Linked DNA regions of Mus musculus: region 1 is linked to region 2. Evidence: chromatin contacts called from public Micro-C data. All regions are on one chromosome and are shown on one strand. Each heading gives the region's core, a stretch centred on a gene start, on an enhancer-like site or on the middle of the called end of the contact. The rest is flanking DNA. Distances are from core to core; before and after follow the strand shown.

What was found. A called contact is a pair of places that touch in the nucleus more often than the background predicts.
Region 1: a Micro-C map of embryonic stem cells shows a contact between it and region 2, with 1.8 times the contacts expected there. The contact joins the enhancer-like site here to the promoter of Zdhhc12 in region 2. A contact is called at or near these places in 7 of 39 promoter capture datasets (the 3T3-L1 cell line, the HPC-7 cell line, cranial neural crest and 2 more), 4 of 484 Hi-C or Micro-C datasets (brown adipocytes, embryonic stem cells and pro-B cells), 3 of 115 datasets of contacts at active chromatin or transcription factors (embryonic stem cells and pro-B cells) and 4 of 9 other capture datasets (adipose tissue, embryonic stem cells, liver and 1 more).

What each region holds. Positions count from the first base shown.
Region 1 is chr2:30,332,904-30,338,735 of GRCm38.p6, reverse strand. It overlaps Nup188 (nucleoporin 188), which reads right to left. Exons shown (of 44, transcript NM_198304.3): 30 at 5,271-5,466; 31 at 2,335-2,412; 32 at 2,009-2,094; 33 at 1,659-1,804; 34 at 1,331-1,512. Among named protein-coding and RNA genes, the nearest start is that of Sh3glb2, 23 kb to the left of the region's middle. Within about 2 kb of position 2,030, at least 21 of the 459 cell types and tissues checked have an H3K27ac peak or open chromatin away from gene starts, as enhancers often do. A contact at or near this core is called in embryonic stem cells and hippocampal neurons, where this site is marked.
Region 2 is chr2:30,089,735-30,095,851 of GRCm38.p6, reverse strand. Zdhhc12 (zinc finger, DHHC domain containing 12) reads left to right here and starts at 2,217. Exons shown (of 5, transcript NM_001037762.1): 1 at 2,217-2,363; 2 at 3,311-3,447; 3 at 3,787-3,864; 4 at 4,019-4,185; 5 at 4,286-4,908. The coding sequence starts at 2,264. The coding sequence ends at 4,607. It overlaps Pkn3 (protein kinase N3), which reads right to left. Exons shown (of 22, transcript NM_153805.2): 19 at 5,871-6,013; 20 at 5,677-5,784; 21 at 5,441-5,521; 22 at 4,833-5,329. The coding sequence ends at 5,117.

The DNA.
Region 1 (5,832 bases), core at 781-3,280, 240 kb before region 2:
CCCCCTTTCTCAGCAGCCACAATTACCAACAGTAACACAGCTATAGGTGGAATTTTGAACAGCAAATAGACAGGACCAGAAAAAACCGTCCCATGACACATATCAAAACACTAAATTACCGATAAAACACAGGAATGTCTTTTTATAGGATACATTTTGACCCATATCAACTAAAAATTCCTTTCCTTACTTTAAAAAGGGTTCAAAACTTATCTCTAACTCTAGTTCCAGGGCATCTAATTGCCCTCTTTTGGCCTCTGGAGGCACCAGGCATGCACACACACACACACACACACACACACACACACACACACACACACACACAAAACACTTAGATACATAAACATTAAGCCCGAGGACTGGACTTTGGTGCTAGTACCCACATAACAAGGCAGATCTACGTATGCCTGTATTCCCAGGTCTGAGGCATGCTGAGAATCAGTAGACTTACTAGGTCCTAGTGTGCCTGAGAAGCCATGAGCCCCAGGTTCAGGAAGAGACTCTACTTCAGAGGAGTTAGTAGAGACCGACAGAGGAAGACAATATGCACTTCTATGTGACTACAATTCATACCAAGACACTTAATAAGACTATGCCCCAGCATAAACGTACTTATTGTTTCCCACTAATAGTACTTGCTTTCACATCATACAAAACATACCCGAAATTCTTTTTAGAATAGGCAGGAAGTTAGAGGCTAGCCTGGGCTACAAAGTAGGACTACCTCTAAAAAAAAATAAATAAATAAAAAATAAATAAAAAGGAAAAGGCTGGTAGTAGAAAACATTGCTCTAGTCAGGCATAGTAGAGCATGCCTTTAATCCCAGCTTTTGGGTGGAGGAAACAGAGGCAGAGGCAAGAGGGCAGCAGATCTCTATAGGTTTTAAGTCAGCCTGGTCTACAAAGGACAGCCAGGGCTGTTACACAGAGAAACCCTGTCTTAAGTCCTGCCCTCACCAGAGAAAAGACTGTTCTATAGTGTATCCATTATCTCTTCTAGAGTGAGCCCTTAGGTTAAAGAGCCCATGCCTGCCCTATAAAGCAACCCTCTCTAGCCCACCCCTGCCCTCACTCTGCTCACACCAACCAGGGATCAGAACACAGCAGATGCTGACCTGAAGCTGCTCACACCTTCCACGGTCCACCCGATCTTCCCGGCACACGATGCCTGCCTGACTAGCTCTGCTGAAATGGCTGAGAGCCATGCCTCTCCCAGGGCTTCCCTCAAAGCCTGCGCCCACAGGCTCCCACCTTCCCGTCCTCCCCCAGGGTGGTGGCAGCCTTGAGTACAGCCTGTGTGCTGTCAGACAGCCTGCTGATGTCCCCTCACCCCATCACGCTGGTCCTTGTGCCGGGGCCGAGGGCAGTCATCTGTCTCCATGCTGTCCTTGTCCTCGGCAGCGCTGTCGGATGCCAGGCTGTGGCGGGTCTGATCAAAGAGTGCAATCACCTCTTCTTGGAGAGTCTCACAGACGTTCAGCACCAGCTGGGAGTACTGGGGGATATCACCGACTGCAGAACAGATGAGAGGGTGCTGTCACACAGGTGGGCCATTCTGACGAAAGGCAGTAGAGTACCAAGAGGAAGGGGAAGGGGTAGTGGGAAATAAAGCACTCCCGGTGTAAAAATCCCACGGCCCAGTTGGAGCTGGGGCTCACCTCGCAGCTCCTTCATCTGTAACACTGTGATGAATGCAGAGAACACCTTGGCCTTGGTCTTTTCCATGAGCTGCTGGTCTGCCTGAAGCACCCCTTCCAGGATCTCTGTCAAGGGCCCAAGGATTTTCTCCACAGCACCCAGCTCTCTGAAAGACCAAGGCAGCAGCATGCCTCACTCAGTGTCCCCAGTGCCCCTCAGAAGCCACAGGCAGTCTCCCTCACTGCAGGCTTGTCTGCCGAGTTGCTCCATTTTCTGTGAAGTATACTAGACGGTCTGGGTGAGGAAGGGTGGGCAGGCAGTGCTGAGGCAGATGGAGCCTCGGGCGGCCAGCTCTCGTCCCAGCACTCACCTCTTCCACTGGCGTAGGAGGATAAGCAGCAGGGTGCACATCATGGAGCCCAGCCGGAGGCAGTTCACAGATGCTGCCACAAGGAGCTGAGGGGAGGAGCGGCAGAGCAGTCAGGAGTCTGGCTGCTTAGAAGCAGCCTCCACTGCACAGATAGACACACAGGCCCTCCTCACCTAACCCTGACTTCTCCCAGGAGCAAGGAGCTGGGGCACCTCTTTATCACTGAGCCTCACCTCCAGGCCACCTGAGCACTGACTGACCGCCCTTTGAGCACTGAGAGCTCCCTGTGTGACCTTCAGGAAAGGGGAACTCCCGGGCATACTTACTAATGCTTTGGTCCCATCAAGCACATCAAGAAACAGCTGGCGCCGCACTGCCATGTCAGTCAAGTGCATGACGTCTGCCTGCAATGGGCGGGAGAAGGATTATGCTCAAGACAGACTTTAAGAACCAAGAAGTGAAGGGCTTCATGAGGCCATTCCCAATCGGAACTCCATCCATCCTTCCTGTGCTCCGCATTCTGCTCAGGCTTCCCAGGGACAAGAAGGTCACCTGCTGTAGGACCTTCAGCCCCACCTGGGCTCCCTCTAGCCCAGCCCTCCCTACAACCTCCTCCTTTTCGTTTCTTTGAAAGTGGTCTCACCATGTTGTTATGCAGGCTGTGGCTAACCCATGGTCCTCTGTGCTCCAGCTTCCCTGTTAGCATGTGCTAATAACCACACCCACTCATCGATGGCTCTGAACATACCAAGTGCTTTCTCCTGCACTCAACGCCTGCAGTCTCATCTGCCTAGACTTCATGCCGACATGCTCTCTGCCCAAGGCATCTTACATACTCAGGTGTCTGGCATTACTTCTCAGAGGCCACCATGGCTACTCTTATGTCATGTGTTAGCTATCACATCATCGTCCTTGCCATTATCATCAAGTACAACCCCCTTACAGTTTCATCTGCGAGTTTACAACTGACCTCAAGCCCTTATCTGCCCCCACCCCTCTCTCAATACACAGTGTCTCTGTGTAGCCTGGCTGTCTAGTAACTGACTTTGTAGACCAGGCTAGGCCTCAAACTCAAAGATCCAGCTGCCTCTGCCACCACAGTTAACACCCCTCCCAGCCTCCCCACCCCTTCTCTGACACTTTGAGTCAAACAGCAGTTTCCCCTCCCTTCACTCCTCCCAGTCCCCTTCCTACATTTCCATTAAAAAAGAAAAGAATGGACCTCCCAGGGATATCAAGTTAACCCATCAGAATGAGTTACTGTAAGACTAAGAACAAACCCTCAAAATTAGGCTGTACAAGCCAAGCAAGTCAGAGAGTCTCTGTGAGGCTCTAGGAGCACAGTTAGCGGGTTCTATGGGTCATCTTTCTTGCGCTGTCCTCACTTTGTGACCAGGCCTTCCCTGCTTATTCATTGCTATATCCTGTAGTGATAATTCTAGAGTTTTGATTTCTTTAAAAAAACACAGAAATTGCTGGGCAGTGGTGGTGCACGTCTTTAATCCCAGCACTTGGGAGGCAGAGGCAGGTGGATTTCTGAGTTCTAGGCCAGCCTGGTCTACAGAGTGAGTTCCAGGGCAGCCAGGGCTACACAGAGAAACCCTGTCTCGAAAAAAACAAAACAAAAAAACACAAATCACAGAAATATTTAATAATGTGCTTTCAGTTTAATCCCAGGTGTGGGACACAGGGCTGCTTCAGACCGTCCACAGCAGCTGACTTTGATTTGCCTTGTGGTCTGGCAGGGTGTGACTGCCAGCTGCAGAGAATTTCTGCAGTTGTGTGACATATGGAATCCTGGGCAATGGCCAGAGGGTGAGGTTGTATAAATGCTAGCGCCCACAGGTGGGTTGGTGGTTGGTTTGTTAGGTAGTTGTGAGCAAAGAAGAAACAACAACAAAAAGAAATCAGATATTCTGATGGCGAAGATCAAACTTGCCCCTAGGATCTCTATGCCTCTCATCAGCAGGAAGTGGTCTACCGATCACGCTGCCTCCATCCAAACTTGGACTTTCCTCAGGGATCTCTTTCCTTTCCTCCCTATCCTTTTTATCTCCCATCTAGCACTGCAGGGTTGGAAGGGTAGAGGAAAAGGGGTGGAGAAGCAGCTGAAGCCCAGCTATAATACCTCTGGTGCCTGCAGGTGCAGAACAAATATTTTAGTAGCCATGGGAGGGAGAGAGTGGGAATTAAAGTTCATCAGGTCAGTTTCCAAGACGACAGAGGTACAATGTAAGAACGGCTGTATGGTTGGATTCCTGGCTCCCCTCACCCCGCAACCCCTGGAAGGGTCTCACTGTGTATCTCTAGTTGTCCTGAATTCACTCCATAGACCAGGCTAGCCTCAAACTTAAGAGATGCACCTGCCTGTGTACAGTAATTGCCGGGATTCAGGCATGTCCACCTCACCAGGCTATTGCTGGGTTCTAAAAGGCAGCAACATGGACATGACCCTATCAGGGAGGCAAGTCTTACAGTAGTAGGTCTGGAGACTCAGGGGTCTATAGGCAGTCTGTACTGAAGAACAAGTCAGACAGATGGCAAGGTTTTTGGAACAAGGAGGCACATGCCAAGGTTCAACTGTAATTAAGCCATGGTCCAGAGGCCCTGAGGAAGACAGTTCAACACCATGTGCTATAATGAAACACTACAGTGCCACACTGAAAAATGCCACCCACGGTGCCAACTTTCCAAAAGACCAACACTCTCTTTAACATGTGTCTGGGGGGAAGACCCTTGCTGCACGAGCCTGATGAACTGAGCCCGAGTTCACATAAAGGTGGAACTGACCCCACACATTTGTCTCTGACCTCCTCACACATGTGCATATACTAATAATAAGTAAAAAATTTAAAAACTCACTATACAGTGAAGACACAGTGGCCTCCGTCCTTTTCCTAGAACCAATGAAAACACACAGCACTCTAAGAGATCTGGGGCTGCTGCAGCTGCAGATGAATCCCAGACACCTACAGTGTCCAGAAGGCACAGCCCCAGAGGCAAACACCACTCCTTACTAAGAGGTATTCCCTAGACCTATCCAGGCCCAACAGCAGGGAAGTCTTCAGGATATCTGGTGGGTTTGGAATTGCTTCTCTGTCCTGTCCACAAGTACCTGTCCATCCTCATCTCTTGGCATAGAACGTCTGCATTTCAGGGTCAAACTCTGAACTTCTTTATCCCAAGGAACTGCATGTGCTACGCAGCTCACACATCACTGCTTCCGACTAAAGCAAAAACCCGGTGCCCACGAGGCGCTTACGTGACTGGCAGCAATGATGAGAAGTATCCTCCAGGCGGAGACCAGCATCTGATACTCTAGCAGGGACGTGCAACTGCTGCCCTCTGTGTCAGCCATGTAAACTGCCAAAGACTTGACGTACCCTGACCAGTAGGCAAAGCGTTTCTCACTGGAGAACTTCTTGAGTGTATCTTTTAATGACTGGTCTAACGAGCCCCTATACAAAATACAAACCCGAATCAGGATTCAGAAGTATCTGCAGCTGTGATGAGCACGCAGCAGCCAGCTCTAGAATCAGCCCAAAGGAACAAGTGAGACTGAGGCCTTTCAGAAAAGCCTTACCACTCTTCTGACAACATAAACGCCATCAGTGCACCAGTCAGGAACAGTTCACTGACCGACCATCCCTCCTGCGCGCCATGATTATCAACCATGCATTCAATGATAGGGCTCCACCATCTCCCACCCCATATCTTTGGGAAGAGTGCTAGAGACATGGCTCATTGGTGGAGCACTTGTTCAGCAAGCAAAATACCTGGAGTTCAACCCCCAGTACTACACAATCACAGTAACAAATCCACTG
Region 2 (6,117 bases), core at 968-3,467:
TTTTTTGTTTTTTGTTTTTATTGAGACAGGGTTTCTTGGTGTATGTAGCCTTAGCCATCCTGGAACTTGCTTTGTAGACCAGGCTGGCTTCAAACTCCACCTGCCTCTCGGCCTCAGAGTGCTGGGATTAAAAGCACCACCATGGGAAAACCAAAACAAAAACACCCCACTGGCTAGGGAGATGCCCTGGTGGTTAGGAGCACTTGTATATCCCACCCACATACACACACACCCACACACACACTCCCAATGAGGGTTTCTCTGTGTATTCCTGCTGTCTTGGAACTACACAAGTAGTTCTGTAGACTACACTGGCTGGTCTCAAACTCCAAAGATCCACTTACCTGCCTCTGCCTCACCAGCCAGCTGCCCCACCCCAAAATAAGACCTTTCTCTCTATGTAGCTCTGGCTGCCCTGAAACTATGAAAACTAGGCTACCTCTGCCTTTGAGTACAGAGATTAAGGCGTGCACCACCATGCCCCACTGTACTTGTGGCTCTTGCAAGGGACCTCAGTTCAGTTTCTAGCACTCACATGGTGCTCATAACCATCTGTAACTCCAGAGGACCTGGTTACTCTTAGAACCTCTGCAAACACTAGGCATGAACATGGTGCACAGATATACATTCAGGAAAAATATCCACACACAGTCAGCCTGTAAGCCTGCTGACCTGATTTCTGTCCCTGGAACCCACATGGCAGGAGAGAGCCAACAGCTAGGGTTGTCCTTTCATTTCTGTGAGCCAGCTATCACATCAGCTTGCACACACACACACTCCCTGACTCACAAATGGTTGTGTACTTTGTTTTGATCTTTTTGTTTTATTTTTCTATGGACAGCTGGCCTAGAACTCATTATGTGGACCAGGCTGCCCTTTGCCTGTCTCTACATCCCAAAGAATTGGATTAAAGGTGTGGGCAGGGGCTGGAGAGATGGCTCAGTGGTTAAGAGCACTGGCTGCTTTTCCAGAGGTCCTGAGTTCAATTCCCAGCAACCACATGGTGGCTCACAACCATTTGTAATGCAATCTGATGCCCTTAAGTGTATCTTAAGTGACAGTGTACTTACATAAAACAAATAAATAAATCTTTAACAACAACAAAAAGGTGTGGACAGCCCAACCCCTTCTTTGGGAACTAGCTTTTATGTCACACAATTAGTTGGCTTTAGTCCCCTCCCTCCACATGTATAGAGGATGGCCTTGAATTTTCTTGCCTCTATCACCAGTTTGTTGAGATTTCAGGCATGTACCACCATATCATATATACCATGCTGGGGCGATAACCCAGCCTTTAGTGCTTGCTAGACAGTCTACCAATTGTGTTAATCCCCAGCCTCTGTTTAATCTCATATGGAATAGTATGATTGGCCCTAACCGCCCCCCGTCCCCCCGTCCCCCAATACACACTCGCGCGGGTGCGTGCGCGCGCACACACGATGGACAACCAATCCTTCCATAACCACCCTGGCCATAGGAAGTCAGTTCTTCAGAAAAAGGGATGTCTATTTGACCAAAACAAATCCCAAGAGCATGCACACTGGGCTTTGGGCTAGAAGAGGGTCATCAGGTGGAAGTCAGCTGAATGGGGGAGGTTCAAGGAACACAAGGAGAGAAAGTCAGTCTGGTTGGGCCGTGGTGGTAGCAGGGGAGACAAATACCTGTCTAAGACGCGGGTACTATTACCAACCCCATTGAAGAGGCAGAAAGTAGCCTAAAGAAGCTCAGTAACTTGCCTCGAGAGTCATAGGCCGGACAATTATTTCTCTGACTCCAAGCTGGGCCATGCGTGTCCAGACTCCGCACCAGAACCCTCCTTTTTCCCATCATCCGTTTGCAAAATCAGAAAACGAATAAGAGGAAAGTGTGTCATCAAGGCGTGCCCTCCTGCAAGCCCGGCCCATCGCCCCTTGGGAGCAAGCTCCGCGTGGCCTCCGGGGATCAAAGATGGGCACGCATGCGCATGCGGGGGTGGGGTTGTCTTCGGAGGCTTCCGCCTCCCGGGTTTTGCAAAGTTACCTGGCCCACAGGAGGCGGAGTTAGGGAGTTGTAGGCTGTGCGCGCGCGGGCCCCGCCTTCAGCCTCCTCGGGCACCTGTTGGCCTGAGGGGCCGCCGGTGGCACCCAATAGACAGCCTCCCTGAGCCGCCCGTGCCCCGCCTCTAATGCAGAGCCACCAATCCCCGCGTTGCTGCAGCCCCGCTGCCCCGCGGCCCCACCTTCTGCGCGCTTCTTCCGGGTGGGCTCGGGCGGGGGCCAAGGCCATGGCTCTTTGGCCGCCGCTTAACTCTGGGATGCTGGTGCGGACTGGGCACACCGTGCTGACCTGGGGAATCACTCTGGTGCTCTTCCTGCACGACACCGGTGAGCCGGACACCGCGCCACCCCGAGCCCACCCGATCACGCGTGGGTATACCGGGGTCCCCCTAATCCTCAGACACATTGAAATCTCCATTTCTATCTCCCACCAGTTCCTCAAGCGTCTTTCTCCTATGTCGGTCCGGGGATCATCCTCTCTCCGCCTGATTCCCAAGTTGGACCCTAATTAATCCCAGTAATTTTCTGTCATCGATAGATGTCCATCCATCCAAAGACCACCAGAGCCCATCAGAGGACCAACTAGAGGCCCCATCTCTCCCATCCCTGGGCTCTACCTGTCCTTCCCAGAAATTGCCTCCCAACCCCTCCCTAAATAAGATTAAGAAATCCGCTAGACTTAAGGACTTGGCTTTCCGGTCCACTCCCCAAATCCTATGAGCCGACTAACTACCCCAAGGGACGCCACTATAGCGAGGAGCAGGTTTCCCACCTTCGCCTGGTAGCATCTCCTTTCCCCATCATTCCCTTCACCCCCTTCCTGCCCCCTCCTAGGTTTCCCTTCCAGAAGGAACAGAGCCCACCAGAGGCTTCCTCTGTAGCCCTCCTCCATCGCTTTTGCCCTTTGTCCTCAGGCTTCCACACCAGGAGTCAGCCACCTTCAAAACCTCCTTGGCTCTCTTTCACCCAAGGGTACCAGAGTTGCCTACGCTCAGCTGTCTGGTGTCACCACGTCCATCACTTCTTAGCCCTCCCTCCTCTCCATAATCCTCCTTCACTGCCATGGGCTTAAACAGGCTGGCTGGCACCTTCCTAGCTGGAGCTCCTGGCTGGCTCCACCCTCTTCCAGGGCTGACTCTTCCCCTGGGGAGCCCCCTTCCTCCTGCCTCCCTCAGGTCTAGCCTCCATATCACCTCCAGCTACTTTCTTTCTACCCCCACCGCCTCCTGCCCTTCCCTTTTGCTATGGTTCTCACTGTCCTCTGGCCTCCCCAGAGCTACGCCAATGGGAAGAGCAAGGGGAGCTGCTCCTGCCCCTCACATTCCTGCTCCTGGTGCTAAGCTCCCTGCTGCTTTATCTGGCTGTGTCACTCATGGACCCCGGCTATGTGACTACTCAGCCCCAGCCTCAGGTAAGCAAGCAGGGACCTCGAAGGCCAACAGGGGAGTGAGACCTCAATGCTGAGCCCTGAGCTGCACTCAGTGTGGGGGCATCTTGATGAAGCCTCTTGCCTACCCCTGTGTTTTTGCTCCTACAATGATGACATCACCCAAGACCCATGTGGGGACAACTGTCTTACAAAGGTCACCAGACGTCTAGTATGCTGCCATGTGCATGCGTCCCCTCTACATGAGATGGGCCCCAAGTCCTGCACAATGGGGACCGGTGGCACCTAGAGAGATGGCCCCAGCATCGTCTGCCTCCCAAGGTAGGAGAACCCCCAATCTCATAATCTTTGTTTCGTTTTCAGGGCGAGCCCAAGGAGGAACAGGCAGCCATGGTTCCTCAGGCCGTCCCACTCCGGCGCTGCAGACACTGTCTGGTGCTGGTAGGTGATACACACATACTCTTGTGGGGGCAGTCAGGCCATCCTTAACCCTGCCTCCCAAATTTAGGACCTGACTATGGCCTTGAGCATTCTCCCCAAAGGAGGACTCACGGGGGAGGCAGCACTAAGCCTAAACTGCGCTCTGTACCCACAGCAGCCCCTGCGTGCCCGGCACTGTCGTGATTGCCGCCGCTGTGTTCGGCGCTATGATCACCACTGTCCCTGGATGGAGAACTGTGTGGGTGAACGCAACCACCCGCTCTTTGTGGCCTACCTGGCACTGCAGCTGGTAGTTCTGCTGTGGGGCCTGTGCCTGGCATGGTAGGTACCTGGGGGAGCACAGACAGCATGCACACAGGTACTCAGGGAACAGGAGTCACTGGGACCCTGCAGTGCCCAGCCCTAGCTCTCCATCCTCTAGGTCTGGCCTTCAGTTCTTCCAGCCCTGGGGGCTGTGGCTCCGGTCCACTGGGCTCCTGTTCACCACCTTCCTGCTGCTCTCCTTCTTCGCGTTAGTGGTTGCCCTGCTCCTGGCCTCCCACCTCTACCTGGTAGCCAGGAACACGACTACCTGGGAGTTCATATCTTCACACCGAATCGCCTACCTCCGCCAGCGCACCAGCAACCCCTTTGACCGAGGGCCGACTCGAAACCTGGCCCACTTTTTCTGTGGTTGGCCCTCTGGGCCCTGGGAGACTCTCTCGGCTGAGGAAGAGGAAGAAGGCAGCAGCCAGGTTGTCTAGGGTTGCTGGAGAGAAGGCTGCTGTTGTGCCTAAAAGCCAGAGGCTGTGCCAGCTAGGGATCAGCCCACTCAGCCTAAGGCCTTTACGTCTTCCTAGGGCTTCCAGCCCTCAGGAGAGAAGTAGACAGAACCCCCCCTGCCACCCCTAAAGGAAGACATAGAAGAAAAGGAAATAAGTTGGGGGAGGGGTGTTAAAAGAGAACCTAGACACTACACAACCCCTGGCCTGGCTACCTCGAGTGTACAGTTTTATTAATTTAATGCTCTATATAAAGTCAAGTATTAAAAAGAAAAGCCACCCATGCTGCCGTGGACTCTTTCCTGGTCTGGGGTCTACCGAGAAATAGAAGGACAGAGTTATAGACACAGCAGGGACACGAAGGAAAAGCCTGCAACGGCAGCCCCACGGACGGCCACTGCCTGGACTCCCACACACTCATTAAATACTTCGGCCCAGGCACATGGTTACGTGGAGGCTTCCTGCAGTCTGGCTGAAGTGCCAGGAGACCCTCAGGACTCCAGGAACTGCTCAGACACGAAGTCAAAGTCCCGGAAGGCAGCCTGTTGGCGAGCAGTGAGGGAGCTCTGGGAGACTGGTGGGGTCAGGGTTGGAGGCAGGCTGGTGAACTCTCCCTCGAAGTAACGAAGGTCTGCAGGGCCACAGAGAGTAGGCACGAAGGGAGGCTGGACGGTGCGGGCCAGCAAGGCCTGCCAGTTGGTGGTCTGAACAAGGTACAGGAATATAAGAATGTGGGAACCGCAGACCCCAGAGGCCCCCCAGCCTCCCCACCTCCCCAGGAAATGGGGACTGCTGGGTTCTGGCTTCGTAATTACCCTGAAGAATGGTTGAACCTTGATCTCCTCGGCGTCCCGTTCTCCTGCCCCTAGACGCTTCTCTGGGGACTTCTGGAGGAGCTGGCAGGAAGCAGGGCAGGATGTGAACCTGAGGGCATGCCACTCCAGGTGCTGGCTGCCCTACAGGTACCCGACTTAAGCTATGCTAGAGAGCCACAGGGTAGAGGCAGGGTACACCCAAGTCACAAGCAGCTGCCCTGGACCTTGGGTCTCACCTTCTGAATGAGTTCGAGCCCTTGCACTGACAGAAAGTGGGGACATGGGACATCAGCACTGACGATGCATTCAAATACCTCCTCTTCTGTGTCCCCCGGGAATGGACACTGTGGAAATTGGGGTTCAGCAGGCGATGCAGGCTATCCCACTGTCCCCACCCCAGAGACCCTGGAAGCCCCGCTCTAGCACTTACCTCACCCACTAACATCTCATAGAGCAGCACACCCAGCCCCCACCAGTCCACAGCACGCGTGTAAGCCTCCTGAGTCAAAACCTCGGGGGCCAGGAACTCCGGGGTGCCACAGAACGTGCTGGTCCGGTCACCAAAGCCAATTCCTGCAAACCAACATCCACACCAGTGCCTGCTGGGTGTGGCACACACACCGTAGTTCTGGTTATAAGAATCAATGGGGGAGCCAGACATGGTGGTGCACACCTTT